Linked DNA regions of Mus musculus: region 1 is linked to region 2. A link is a contact called in public promoter capture Hi-C data. All regions are on one chromosome and are shown on one strand. Each heading gives the region's core, a stretch centred on a gene start, on an enhancer-like site or on the middle of the called end of the contact. The rest is flanking DNA. Distances are from core to core; before and after follow the strand shown.

The links. Promoter capture Hi-C pulls out the DNA fragments that hold promoters and counts their contacts.
Region 1: a promoter capture Hi-C map of hippocampal neurons shows a contact between it and region 2, with 5 times the contacts expected there. The contact joins the promoter of Npr3 here to the promoter of Skp2 in region 2. A contact is called at or near these places in 1 of 39 promoter capture datasets (hippocampal neurons) and 1 of 115 datasets of contacts at active chromatin or transcription factors (embryonic stem cells).

What each region holds. Positions count from the first base shown.
Region 1 is chr15:11,901,035-11,907,833 of GRCm38.p6, forward strand. It overlaps Npr3 (natriuretic peptide receptor 3), which reads right to left and starts at 4,640. Exons shown (of 8, transcript NM_008728.2): 1 at 3,852-4,640. The coding sequence starts at 4,605. It overlaps Gm5144 (predicted gene 5144), which reads left to right and starts at 5,491. Exons shown (of 2, transcript NR_131059.1): 1 at 5,491-5,954; 2 at 6,076-6,356.
Region 2 is chr15:9,135,832-9,141,744 of GRCm38.p6, forward strand. Skp2 (S-phase kinase-associated protein 2) reads right to left here and starts at 4,623. Exons shown (of 10, transcript NM_013787.3): 1 at 4,353-4,623; 2 at 3,601-3,872. The coding sequence starts at 4,360. Lmbrd2 (LMBR1 domain containing 2) reads left to right here and starts at 4,739. Exons shown (of 18, transcript NM_177178.3): 1 at 4,739-4,909.

The DNA.
Region 1 (6,799 bases), core at 3,390-5,889, 2.8 Mb after region 2:
AAAGCAAGTTGTTCTTGTATTCATTAAATATTTCTATCTTTTTGGTCACTCTCCAGGCCCAAATACATAACATAGCAATAACTAAAAGAATACAACTAGTTTTTATACAAAACAATTTGTGTAGGTTACTTCTACTTTTGCATCTTAGAAAACGCATAAACACAACAACATAACCTTTCTCTAATTAAAAAAATGTATTTCTGACTTTTTATAGTATATATGTATCATTTCCTGTGATGTATCAAGATCAGTAGGCAATTATATAAATAAATCCAGTACTAAATACAAAGTATTTGTCTGTTGCTTGTTTGTTTGTATTTTAGGACAGGGCACATTCTATAGCCCTGGTTGGTCTTGAACTCACAAGTCTTTCATGTCAGCTTCCTGGATGCTGGGATTCCAAGCATGTGCCACCACGCCCATCTAAGATCATATGTATGTATGTATGCATATATGCATGCATGTATGTATGTATGTATGTATGTAGGTATGTCTGCCACAGGTGTCTATTTCCTAAAGTATTTGTAGAACCCCTTTAGTACATGAGATAGACCAATCCTGAATGTAAAAGGTTACCATAGCTTCGCTACCTGCCTAAGGAGTCATCTTCTCTAGTTTTATGTGGGATTTCTGGGGAAAAAATAATATTTCTCTTACAACTCAAAGGTTTATCTGTAATTAAAAACAGAAATTGATGTTAAAAAGACTTAAATATTCAAAAAGCACTTTCCAGTATTCTCTGCCCACCCCATGTATATAAAAATTGGTCACCATCTTATAATAACCAGGATGCACAGCCAAGCCATCCCTTGTGAAATCTCATCTACTGCTCCCTAGTTCTCAAGGCTGCCTGATGCTGGCTGGCTGGCTCTTGGGAAACTCTCTATTGCCCTCATGCCGGGTAGTTGAAATTTGACTCTGTGTTATCATCTTAGCTGCTAATATAAATGCATGCTGTGAGATCAATGTTATTAAATCACACATACTCAGGTGTATCTTTTGATTATATTAGACTTTTTAAGTTTTTCAATTGACTTAGCTGACAAGCCCCCTAGGAGATAAGAATAATTTGGGGGAGGACTTGGGGAAGTGTTTGTTCAGTTTTTCTTTCTAAAGGGCATTATGTAACCAAAAGAAAACGTAATCACATTATTGGGAAGGCCACAGGTCACACTTTACCAGTGAAGATATTCAGATATCCTTAATTTGATTTTAAAGTTGAAATGTTCTTTCCAAACATATTTGGGGGGTGGGAGGGACTCTCTAAAGCACGCCCTGGCTCATAAAGGTAGAAGATGCTCTGTGACAGAAACGCTTTCAGATACATCCCTATTGGGAGAATCAAATGTAAAATCTCCACATCAGAATAGCAGTTGGAAGAGGCCTGATTCTCATCGAGCTCCTTGTTCCACGTTCAGTGCCTTGCAAGGCAGAAAGGCTGAGTCCAGAGGTGTGGTCTTCTCTGCCTAAAGCTCTTCCCAGGACATGGCTTCCCCTTCTGGGTGAAGGTGATTATTATCGAATATAGCACAACGCCCGCTACAATGAACCCACACATTTACTGTGTGGGTCTGGCGCTGTTTCAAAGAATTCTGGTCACTTAGTTCATTAAACCCTTCCAGCATCCCCAAGATGTGGCTGTGCAGGAAGCCCACTTTACCTGAAGAAGATGGGGTACAGTTTAACAGCCCCGGATCCTGACAGCTAGCAAGTGGCTGAGCCACAAACTCCCCTGAAACCATATACTAAACCCCCACTACTTAATGCGTTGAGCAGCCACGATGAGGTGGAGACTCAGCGCCCTGAGATCTCCCAACTTTCTCTACAAAGAGTAAGAAATTGAAAGAAGGGCAGCCTGGAATTTTTTATTTATATTTCAGAAAATTCGCCTTATTGTTGCTGACACAGATTTTAGAGAAAGAATCATAAGATCATAATAATTTCACCTATAAAATACACACACACCAGACTAACAAGCTTGCACTGCTAAATTGAACGAGAAATGAGCGCTAGGAGATCTAAAATAAGCCTGACTATTTAAAAATAAAGAACGCAGGCTGTAGTCCTTTTAAACCGAAACACACCTGCCCCAACCCCACCCCAACCCCCAGCCCACTCTCACAGTGTGGCCCTCCCCCATCACGGTTCTAAGAGCACTGTGCGGCTCAAGGGCCCAACAGCGGAACTGACAGATCTGCCAGGCCTCTCACCCTAGGCCACTGTACCAAGGTCACCGCCTTTCTAGGTTCAGCAAGGCAATGACCAGAATTTGCAAAGCTCGGATGGATCTAGCCAGGCGTGAGGACACGCCCCCATTCCCAGCCTGCCCTGGGAAGTCTCCAGCTTTTAGTTAAGGCTCTGGAAGCCCAGAACTGAAGAAGTAACAGTACCCAGGACCGCGAGAGGCTGCAGTAGCCGGAGGACTGGGAGTGGGGGGAGAAAGTAGATGTGGGTTTCTCGCCCAACAGGGGCAAATCTGCCACCATAGGACAGAACTTTCCTTTTACATAACCAACGCCCTGCCTGCGCACCTAACAGTGATTCTGCGCAGACAGCCTGGAGTTCTTAGGTCGAAACTTGTCCTGTCTGCACTGTCTACAACACCTTGAAGTTAGAGTAGAGAGCGGGGAGGGGCAGTTGTGGCCCCACTCTTGAAGCTTTTTCTGCCCACCTCACCTGTTCTGAGCCTGCAAGCTTAGTGTTCCGCTGTCCCGCCACAGCCAGGCCCAGGTCCCCAGCATTCGTGCGACCAACACTGGGCAAACTAGGTGCCTGGCTTAGCTCGGCCCCTCCTAGGTCTCACCAGGATAGCACCTCCGAACGAACATCGGAAGCTTTGCGGTGTGGGGTCATAGGGGGAGGGTAATACCGCGGACATTCTGGGCGCCTGCGCACCAAGGGGAAACAAAGGCGAGATTTCTCCAATGTGTGAGCCCCAACCGGGACGTCCGGACTCATGCCCTATGCTGGGATTCGGCTCCTTCCTCTATCTACACGACAGAAACCTGGGCAGCTGCGGAGAATTCCCACGCTCCCCGTAGCCATGATCCCATTCCCCAGTACCAAATTCTCTGTCTAGTTTGGCTACTGTTCCAAACCCTCAGCGACTTGCGGAGAAAGGGCCGGGCAGGGGACCCGTGGGAAGGAAGCTCGGCGCACGATCCTCCGGCGCGCTCCGCCCAAGCCCAGCTCTGCGCGCGCTTTCAGAGGCTTCGAAGCCCAAAGCTCCCGGGGGAAGTGAGAGTCGCCTGAATTCAGACACGGCGACGCACTTCTGGTGCTTGTATCGAAGCTTGTAAGACACTAGAAAGGGCATGGAAGGAATCTAAAAGGAAGGCTTTAAAAAGAGACCTAGGGTCAGTGGAAAGAGCAGCCAGGGGAGCCAGGAGATGCGTCCCAACCCCCAGCTAGTCAAGAAGCTGCGAGACTGCTGGGGCGTCCCCAGACGCTGTGGCCCTGCCAGGGGGCGCGCGACTGCAATGGACAGAGTAGGGAATTCCTGGAACTCACGGGACTCCGGAGCTGTCGAAGAGGGGGAAAACCCTTGGTGTTTAGCCACACCTGTCATACCTGGGATGGCGCTAGCAAGCGGCTCAGACGTTCCCTCGACTGGCCAGATCCACCTCCCCGAGACTGTGTAGGCACACCCCTTCCACCGCGATGGGCTATCCTCCACCCGTCCCTGGATCAGGCAGCTCACACTTGGACAAGCCCCCGCGCGACCTCCACGGGTCCTTGGGTTACGGGGAAGGGTGGGGTCTGCAGAAGATTGACTTGGTGGGGTTTGGGGGAGAGCCACTGAGAACCGCTGAGTCAGAGCCAAGGACCCCCCTGGTCCCGCTCCCGCTCACCTCGCTCGCTGCCTTGGATGTAGCGCACTATGTCGTCCAGGTCCAAGTCTTTGGTCTCGTCGAAATTGTAGGCAGACGTGTGCAACCCCTCCTCCTGAAAAACCTCGTGGACCCCCTCGAGGGTGAAATAACAGTTCCTCTCGAGTTTGTCGTCGCTGTAGACCAGGGCTGCACGGCTCCAGTGGTGGTGGCGAAACAGAGCGAGCATCATCTCTCCCATCTTGGCGTAGGCAGGCGCCACGCGCGTGAGGTGCGAGTATTCCGTGTCCTTGTGCTGGAAACCGGCGGCCAGCGCTCCTGCGGACAGCATCGGCAGGTCCCAGTGAGACGCCAGCCGAGCCACCGGCGCCGCCGCGTACTCGCACACGGGCCCCAGGATGAGATCCGGCTTGGCGCCGCGCGCCGCCGCCACGCGGTCCACAAGACTGAAGAGCGCGCGGTTGCCGCAGTCCGAGTCTTCGTAGGCCACCTGGAAGCGAGTGCCTGGCGGCAGCAGCTTCCTCCCGGTGCCATTGCCCTCCACGCTACGCAGCGCGTACTCGATGGCCGGCCTCACCCGGGCCAGCGAGAACAAGTACGAATCGTCCCGGGGCAATAGAACAAGCACCTCGATCTTTTGAGCCGCCAGCGCCTCTCTCGCCCGGCGCCTGCTGCCTGGCCGGGTGTCCCCGGCGCCGCTGCTCGCGCCGCCAGCCAGCAGCACCCGGGCCAGCAGCACGCACGCCGAGAAAGTGAACAGCAGCAAGGACCGCATCGTGTTGCCAGCAAGCGCTCGCCCTGGCCGCCGGCTCGCCCTCTGCCCCCCACCCACCCTGCCCTTTTCCTCCCAGCTCTTTTCTTTCCTCTGTCCCTGCGCCCCCTTGGGCGCTCCAAGAAAACAGAATACCCCCTTCAGTAACTCGCCAAAAGATAGGAAGATTCCTCTACAATGTCCCTAGGTTTAAAAAATAAAAAAAAAAATTTTAAAGCAAAGAAAGAAAGAAAAAAGTTCACAGAATGTAAACCTGTGCGTCTGTAATATACATATAGACTTATTATCAATATATATATTCTCCCTCCCTTTGCACATAGGCTATTTGGCTTAGAGGTGGCTTCTTATTTGGGCGTTGCTAAGGTTGCGTTTGAAGGCCTTATTTGTAAAAGAAAAAAAAAAGTTAAACTTGTCCAAGTGCTTGTAATTGACGGTGCACCTCCTTCGCGTTTGATCCCATTGATTCGCGCGGCTTTCTGGATCCATAGCCGGGGTTTAAATAGCGTGGCAGCGGCGCAGCGCGTTACCACACATGGCGCGCCGAGGCCGGGCTTGTCTCTGCAACGGGTGGGGTGGGTGGGGGTGGGGCGGGGTGGGGGCTGGGCTGGGGGAGCCTCTCATTAACATTCTTACATCAGGGCTCCTCCCCGCACCCCTGGCCTACTCGCGGTTGCCGGGTCCCTAAGCCCCACTAGTTGCCGGTGCTCAGATTTGGCCCAAAGCCGCAACCGCCCACGTCTACACCCGCGGGAGACCTCGCGGCACAGCGTTACTCTAAGGTCCCCGCCTCTCCCTGGCTCCGCTTTCTCCAACCCCAGGATTAAAAAAAAAAAAAAAAAAAAAAGTGTATATATGTTTGAAAGAAATGAGTGCGCGCACATACACAAAGCACACACTCATACACACACACTGCAAAAACGAAGGGGAAATGTTTCTCCAAATTGGTGGCTTCCTTGCAAAACTCCATAGACTCTCACCTCTTTTCTTGATCTGGCCACGTTCTGTCTGGGTGCGCCCAGTCCTGTCCCGCACCTGACCTTTCTGGTCCCTGGAGCAAGGTCGGGGAACAAGGAACAAGGTCCTGGTGCAGGAAAATTCATTTGCAGAGCTGGTAAGCCCATCTGGCCTGCACGGTGTCGCACCGCTCCTTCCCCCACCCGGCGTGGGTGCCCTCCTCCCTCTGGGCTGCTGGGACACGCTAGAATCACAGTGGGCGCAGCGTCACCGTGTCCCAGTGCGCAGCCCCTCCGCGGGGTCACTGAGACCAGAAAAGCGAAACTTGTTGCTTCCGATGTTGGATAAATGATTCCGCTCCAGGAAGTGTCGCGGAGCTTGAAAAGCATCACCCTAAGGTACTATTTGCTAAACCAGGCAACTAAAAGGGACTCCCGCTTCCCGGCCCCCCAGATCTTCCCCCAGAGAATCTTTAAGTACCTAAAAAGCAGTCTGCCAACCCCAGCGCTTCTGTTCCAGGATGCCCGATAGTCTAGGATGCCCAGAAAGGTCCTGCCCGGTAGACCCAGTCTTTCCACTGGTCACAGCTACCACAGCGATGCAGACGGAGTGGAAAGGATTGTGGAGAAGTCTCAGACCAGAGAGGCGCGTCTCTGAACCGAGCAGCTGCGCAGGTCCAGAGGGCCCTGCACCCTCTTTTCGTGGTCACGCAGCAAAGACATTTACGGCGAGAACAGGCTGTATTACACAAGGTAGTTCTGACACCAAAGTCTTGCAAATTAAAGTTAATTTAAAATGTTTCTAAATGTTCTTTCATTTGGCTGGGCGTCAGTGTGTGCTCCAATCTTAACTTAAACTTACGCCCTCTTTCGGCAGGATCTTGAACGCGATTCTTCACCCGCTGCCCCAGGCTGCTGCTGTTAAGTCATAGTTATTTCTTCTTCTTTTCTTCTTCTTCTTCTTCTTCTTCTTCTTCTTCTTCTTCTTCTTCTTCTTCTTCTTCTTCTTCTTCTTCTTCTTCTTCTTCTTCTTCTTCTTCTTCTTTTTCTTTCTTCTCTTCTCTTCTCCTTCTCCTCCTTCCTTTTCTCCTTCTCCTTCTCCTTCTCCTTCTCCTTCTCTTCTTTTTTTTTAATAGTTACGAGCCCCCTAAAATGTCCTTGCTCTCATTTGTGACTATGAAGTGATAAATCGAGGTGTTCGAGGACATGGCAAATCCAGGCATCAGTGACTAACAGCCCTCTCT
Region 2 (5,913 bases), core at 3,373-5,872:
GTGTACGCCACCACCACTGGGCCCATTAAGCACCAATCTTAAAGTCTAGGTTCATTTCTGTGCTGTCTATAGTCTAAGCACTAGGGAAGCCGAAGACAGGATTGCTATGAGTTCAAGGTCAATCTGGACTACAAAATGAGAGTATATTAAAAAAAAAGGGGGGGGGGGAGTCATGTATGATACCTCACAAGCTGTCAGCACTTGTAAGGTGGGCTGAAGCAGGAGAAATGCTGAGATTTCAAGACTACATAGTGAATACAAGATTAACCAGAAGTATACAAGATTGGTCTTAAAAAAAAAAAAAAAAGCCAGGGTAATGGTGCACACCTTTAATCATACCACTTGGAAGGCAGAGGCGGGAAGATCTCTGAGAGTTCAAGGCCAGCCTAGTCTACAAAGCCCAGGATGGTCAAGACAAAGCTAACCCTGTCTCAAAAAACAAACAAAAAAACCCAAACATAACAAGAAAAAAGAAATGCAGACGTAGACTCACTGATTGGACCAGTTCAGTTCCTCTCTCCCCAACACCTTTGCTTTGCCAAGTAGCCAAGGACTCCACACATCCACTGGGATGGGAAATGAGTCACTTCTGCACAAGGGGCTCCTTCCCTCCTTCCAGCCCTGAGGACACTCAGGGTCTGAGCTACTACTAACACCTCTGTCTTCCTGGCAGGCATGTAGCTGTGTGCAGCTGCTATATACTTTGTCCTTCCTCTTCAACTCCATTTTGAAACTCCTAAGAAACAGCAACCCTCCCTTATGTTCTGTCTGGGTCCTCACAGTGTTTTGCTTCAAAGATGACTTTTGTCCTACATCTGTGGACACGTAGATGTCATATTTTATAACCAAAGCTATGTACAATGGGCAAGTTAATCAAAACCTACTCATCTTAGCAGGATCTATCTCACCACATTTGGTTGGTCAAACACCAAATTGCTACTGTTAAAAACCCAGGCTCTAAAAATAAGAGTCACTTTAAGTTTTATAAAGAAAAAGATTTCTATATGTGCAGAGTCAGATTAACATTACTGTAGACAGAGGATGCTTCTCAAGCCAGTGTCAGAAACTGTGTGGACCATTACCTATTATAAGCCACTGTCATACTAAGACCTTTACAGTTTTACTCAATGTTCAGATGAACACTTTAAGTAGGAATTATTGCTCCATTTCACAGATAAGGAAACTAAGGCCCAGAAAGTTCAAGTCACTTCCCAAGGTAGCTCCCAATGGCAGCATCAAGGTTTAAATGTAGATTTGTCTGAACTTACTTCCATACCCCTCTAGTTAATCTCATATATTATTATATATTCAGTTATGTTTTCACTTTGAGACAGTCTTACTGCGAGGCTCATGCTTTCTAGAAATCCCCATCTTCTGACTACAGCCTCTTAAACTGGGACCAGAGAGACGTGCCACCATACCTGGCATTAATGTGGACTCACATGCTATAACCTGAAGATGACTCCCTTTCCAAAAAAGTATTGAGAAGCCCAAACAGAATTTTTTTTTTTTGAGACAAGAGTCTCATTGCGTAGCCCTGGTTGTCCTGGAAGTCACTGTATAGGCCAAAGAGCTTCCAATTCACAGAGATCTGCCAGCTTTGGCCACTGGTGTACTGGGTTCAAAGGCATGAGACACCACAGGGGACTACAAAACAGGGATTTTCAAGCAAGCCACGGATCTGCTCACCACCCTGTCTGCAGACAGCGCCCGAAGGAAGGACGGAAGAATCCATTTCTTTACGCTGGCTTTGCAAGGCTTCACTCTGATGCTTTCTTCAACGTCTTTTTCCATTCCTCACCCAATTTTAGTTTAGACTTTGGTCACCTCTTCCACTGCTTTCATCCTGACCACGGCTTATCATTCTCTCACTGCTCTACATAAATCTCTAGGGGTCTGCTGCCTATCCTCTACCCGATACAGTTCAGCCTCAGCTAACCAATGTGTCCCTTTGGAGGGGTCACCGAGCCGGGGCGCCAATGGTCCACTCTTTTAATCCCAGCACTTGAGGCAGGCAGATCTCTGAGCTGGAGGCCAGCCTGTCTGAGTTGGAGGCCAGTGAGTTACACTACAAACAAAGAAACCCTGTCTCAATGGACGACACTGAACGAGGGGAGAGGAGTGAGTGTTCCAATGAGGAAAGATCAGCCCCACCTGAGGCCGCACCTCTCCCTACTCTGTCCACTCTCACTCTGCTTTCCTGTTCTCCAGCATCTTATGTGGCTTCCCTTTACTTTAGGTTCCCTATGCCAAGGGACATTTTCACGCGTATTCCTGCATTCTCCCCTTGTCTTTGCTTAAAGGTCACAGCCCAAATAAGGATGTCAGCCAATAACCAGTTTGCAATCTATCTTCAGATTCCAAGACTTCCTCCATTCTGCCTCAGTTTGACCCCCTCTTTGTTTTTAGCCACGTTGGCCTAACATGTTACAGAAAGTACCATATCCATTGGACTTCCAGCATTTCCTCACTAGAATGGAAGTTCTAGGATTTGTCTGTTTTGTTCACTGCTATTATCTGGAGCCACTATACTGTGGAGGACAGTGTGCTCTCAAAAACACTTCCTGAATCACTCTTTTGAGACAGGGTTTCTCTGTGTAGCCCTGGCTGTCCTGGAACTCACTCTGTAGACCAGGCTGGCCTCAGAAATCCGCCTGCCTCTGCCTCCTAAATCCTGGGATTAAAGGCGTGTGCTACCACTGCCCGACCCTGAATCACTTTTTTAAATGACTAGGGGGTGGGGGTGGGGAAACCTTGACAAGCCTCAGGTCAACACACTATATTTACTCTAAGGCTGCCAGTCCTTGAGTCTGGATCTGCCCTGGAGGCGCTTTATTTAAAAATGTTTGGGGAATCAAGGAGTGGGAGTCACTAGTGAGAGAAGAATTTCAGGTAAATTCTGATCTCATCAATCCACCCTGCCTCCTGGAGACAGAGCTGAGAAGAAAGCTGACAATATAAATCTATTACAATAATCCAGGAAGAGATGATGAAAGCTTGAAACAGCTGCCACACAAGAGTGAAAGACACAGTGACTAGCTGGGTAGTGGGGGCAGTGGGGATGAGACCACATTTCAGGGTTCTATGACTGTAGATGCAATGTCACAGTAAGGGAAACACCACACCCCCAAGGGCCTGCTTGCAAGCGGAGCAATCTAAGTCTCTTCTACTTAGTAACATTTACCTTCCTAATGTGCCTACCAATAATCTAAGTCATTACCATACAAAGCTTGCTCAGATACAAAGAAGTATATAGAGACAAAAGGGGACCCTCTAAGATCCCTGCTTCTGTTCCCATATGTCAGTGTACTGAGCTGGACTTTGAGCAGGAAGATTCCTTTCTAAGGAAAAGGGCAGGAAAAAAGCTTCAAGTCAATTGTTGACCACAAGATAAAGACCAACCAAGATTCCTGAAGACTTAATGACTGGAATCCATTTCACTGCCACACTTCCAAACTAGGCAATTTTAGGCACCAAAACTAGGCAATTTTAGGCACCGATCCAAAAAGATTCCCCAAGGAAATAATTCAATCGAATTTAGTTAAAACAAAATAGTTCAACCCATTACAATACAGTTTGGATCTTAGTGTTGTGCATTACCTGGAAAGTTCTCCCGACTAAGCTTCGGCCGACGGATGATCACAAAGTCTTTGTCACTCCCTTTGCCCTTGACTCGTTTCCTTGGAGGGCTCTGGGGGTGGCCGAGGTTTGAGAGCAGTCCATGTGGGATGTTCTCACTGTCCACCTCCTCCTTCTCCAAGGCCGAGACACCCATGCCTGATAGCAGTTCAGAAGTCTTGCTGGAATCCCATCCCCACGTGAAGCTGGTGGTGACGTTGCCACTCTGGTCCGGAATCTCCTGAAGGTGCTTCCTGCAGAAGGGCAGACATTCTCTATTCCTTTTGAAAATACACCCCTAAATAATTCCAAGGTAGGCATGAAAGAAGAGTAAAGAATGGAGTGGAGAAAAGTCCCAGCAAGTGACAGTACTGCATTTTTTAAACGTGCCTACAAGCGAGAGAAATACAAGAATGAAAGAGAAAAATCGGGAACATATATACTTTGAAAGGCTTTGGGATTTATGGTCACGCAGAAGGCCTCAATAATTTCTTCCCGTGGAGGGAAAAAGAGGGACGGCACTGATACCATGACTCAAAGTAGAGGAAGGAAAACTTAATTAGGAAGCCAAATTAAACTCCACATTGATATTCGCACTAAAGCATTCATCCATCCTTTTTCTCTAAGCAAACATTCACATAACCAGATTATTTGAACAAGAAGCAACATTCGCGGCCTAAAAGAATTCAAACGGTTCATTCATGTTTTGTCCGGTTTTTTTGCAATCGGTTTACCTATGCATGGTGTCCACTGATTCAGGAGTTTTGAATGCTTGAATTAATTGAAGCGCTGCCTGCCTTCCAGACTCCTGTTTTAGCGCTCGGCTTAGAGTGATCCCCGGGGCCCCAGCAGTTGGACCCGCGAACTAGCAACGTTCCATCACCACCGCGCGCGCGGAGTTCTGCATCCCGCTCTCCAGCAGCCGCCTTCTGACGCCCCGTTGCCTGCTGGGAATTGTAGTTCCGAGCCTAGCTCGTAGTCCTGCCTGGGTTCTTCCACTCTGATTTCGGACCAACCCTCCAGATACCCACAACTCCCTGCGGCGCCGGGCGGGATTGAAGGAGGAGGAGGAGGAGGAGGAGGACAGGCAGGCGGAAGTGGGTGGAGCTCCGGCTGGCTGGGAAATGTCAGCCGATTGACTGGGAGCAGGTTTTCCTTTTCCCGGAGCTCACGGGCCTTCGGGTGATCACCGCCACGGTCGCCCGGGACTGAAGGATCCGTGACCCCGGCAGGCTGCGGCGGACGCGAAGCTTCTGAGTCCCTTCCAGACGCTGTCTGGCGAGGTCCGACGGTGAGCGTGAGGGGGGCGGGGACGCGTGAGGTGCGTCAGGGTCTGGGGTCCCGGCCCAGTCCCTGGCGGACATAGACTTGGGGGGAGTTCCAGATGGTGAGTGGCCGCCGCCGCCAGGCCCATCTCCGGGGTCTCGATGGCCCGCCAGGTGAGAGGCTGCGGGTGGCACTCCTGCCATTCGCCTTCCTCCACCTGGCAGTGGGCGGCCCTTAGGACTGGGTCTGTGGACGCGATCCTTTCCTCACTTGTAAACTAGGCTCGAGGACGCGGCACACCTCATGGGCTGGCACTGAAGATCAAATCAGCGTGCGAGGGGAAGCCTTTTTCGAGCTAAAGCGCAGCTCCAAGAGGAGCGATGGTTTATTTTTAAGGCGGCAGGAGCCAGCAGTGGTTCCCGCGTGCATCCTCTTGGATCCTTGATGAGTCTCCCAAATACCAAAGGGAAAAAGGGAGGCTCCGCTTGCAAGGAGAGACCACCCTGAAAGCTGTTTAGGTGCCTCTGACTCAATCCACAGCCTGTCCTAGAATCTCTCTGCCTAGAAACTATGCTAATTTAGCCTCTGAAGAGGTCGGGGGCGATTAGATTAGAATGACCATGCAAAATTCAGGTGTGCAAACTGTGCAACAGGGGAGAGGGTAGGGGGATGCATTTCTAGTCCAGTAAAAATGAAGATTTATAGAGTTGAGAAAAAAGCAGGCCACCTTCATCAAAAACATTAGAATATTGGTTTAGTATGTTAGATTGCATACACTTGTGTTTCTTTGTGGAGAGAGCAAGATTCGTTTTATAGTGGAATTAAATCCTTCATGCTCAGTTTTGTCTTTGTTTCTAGCATAATCTTTGCATCAGTTACTTCTTGAGAGGAAGAGATTCATGAACTTTTAGTTCCTGTGAGTGAGATTGGTGTAAAAAAAAAAGACCTTTTTGCAAATTGGTTTTACTTGAAAAGAAAGACTAGGAGAATAAGTATGTAGTCACAGTTTTGTTATGGAAAGTATCTAAA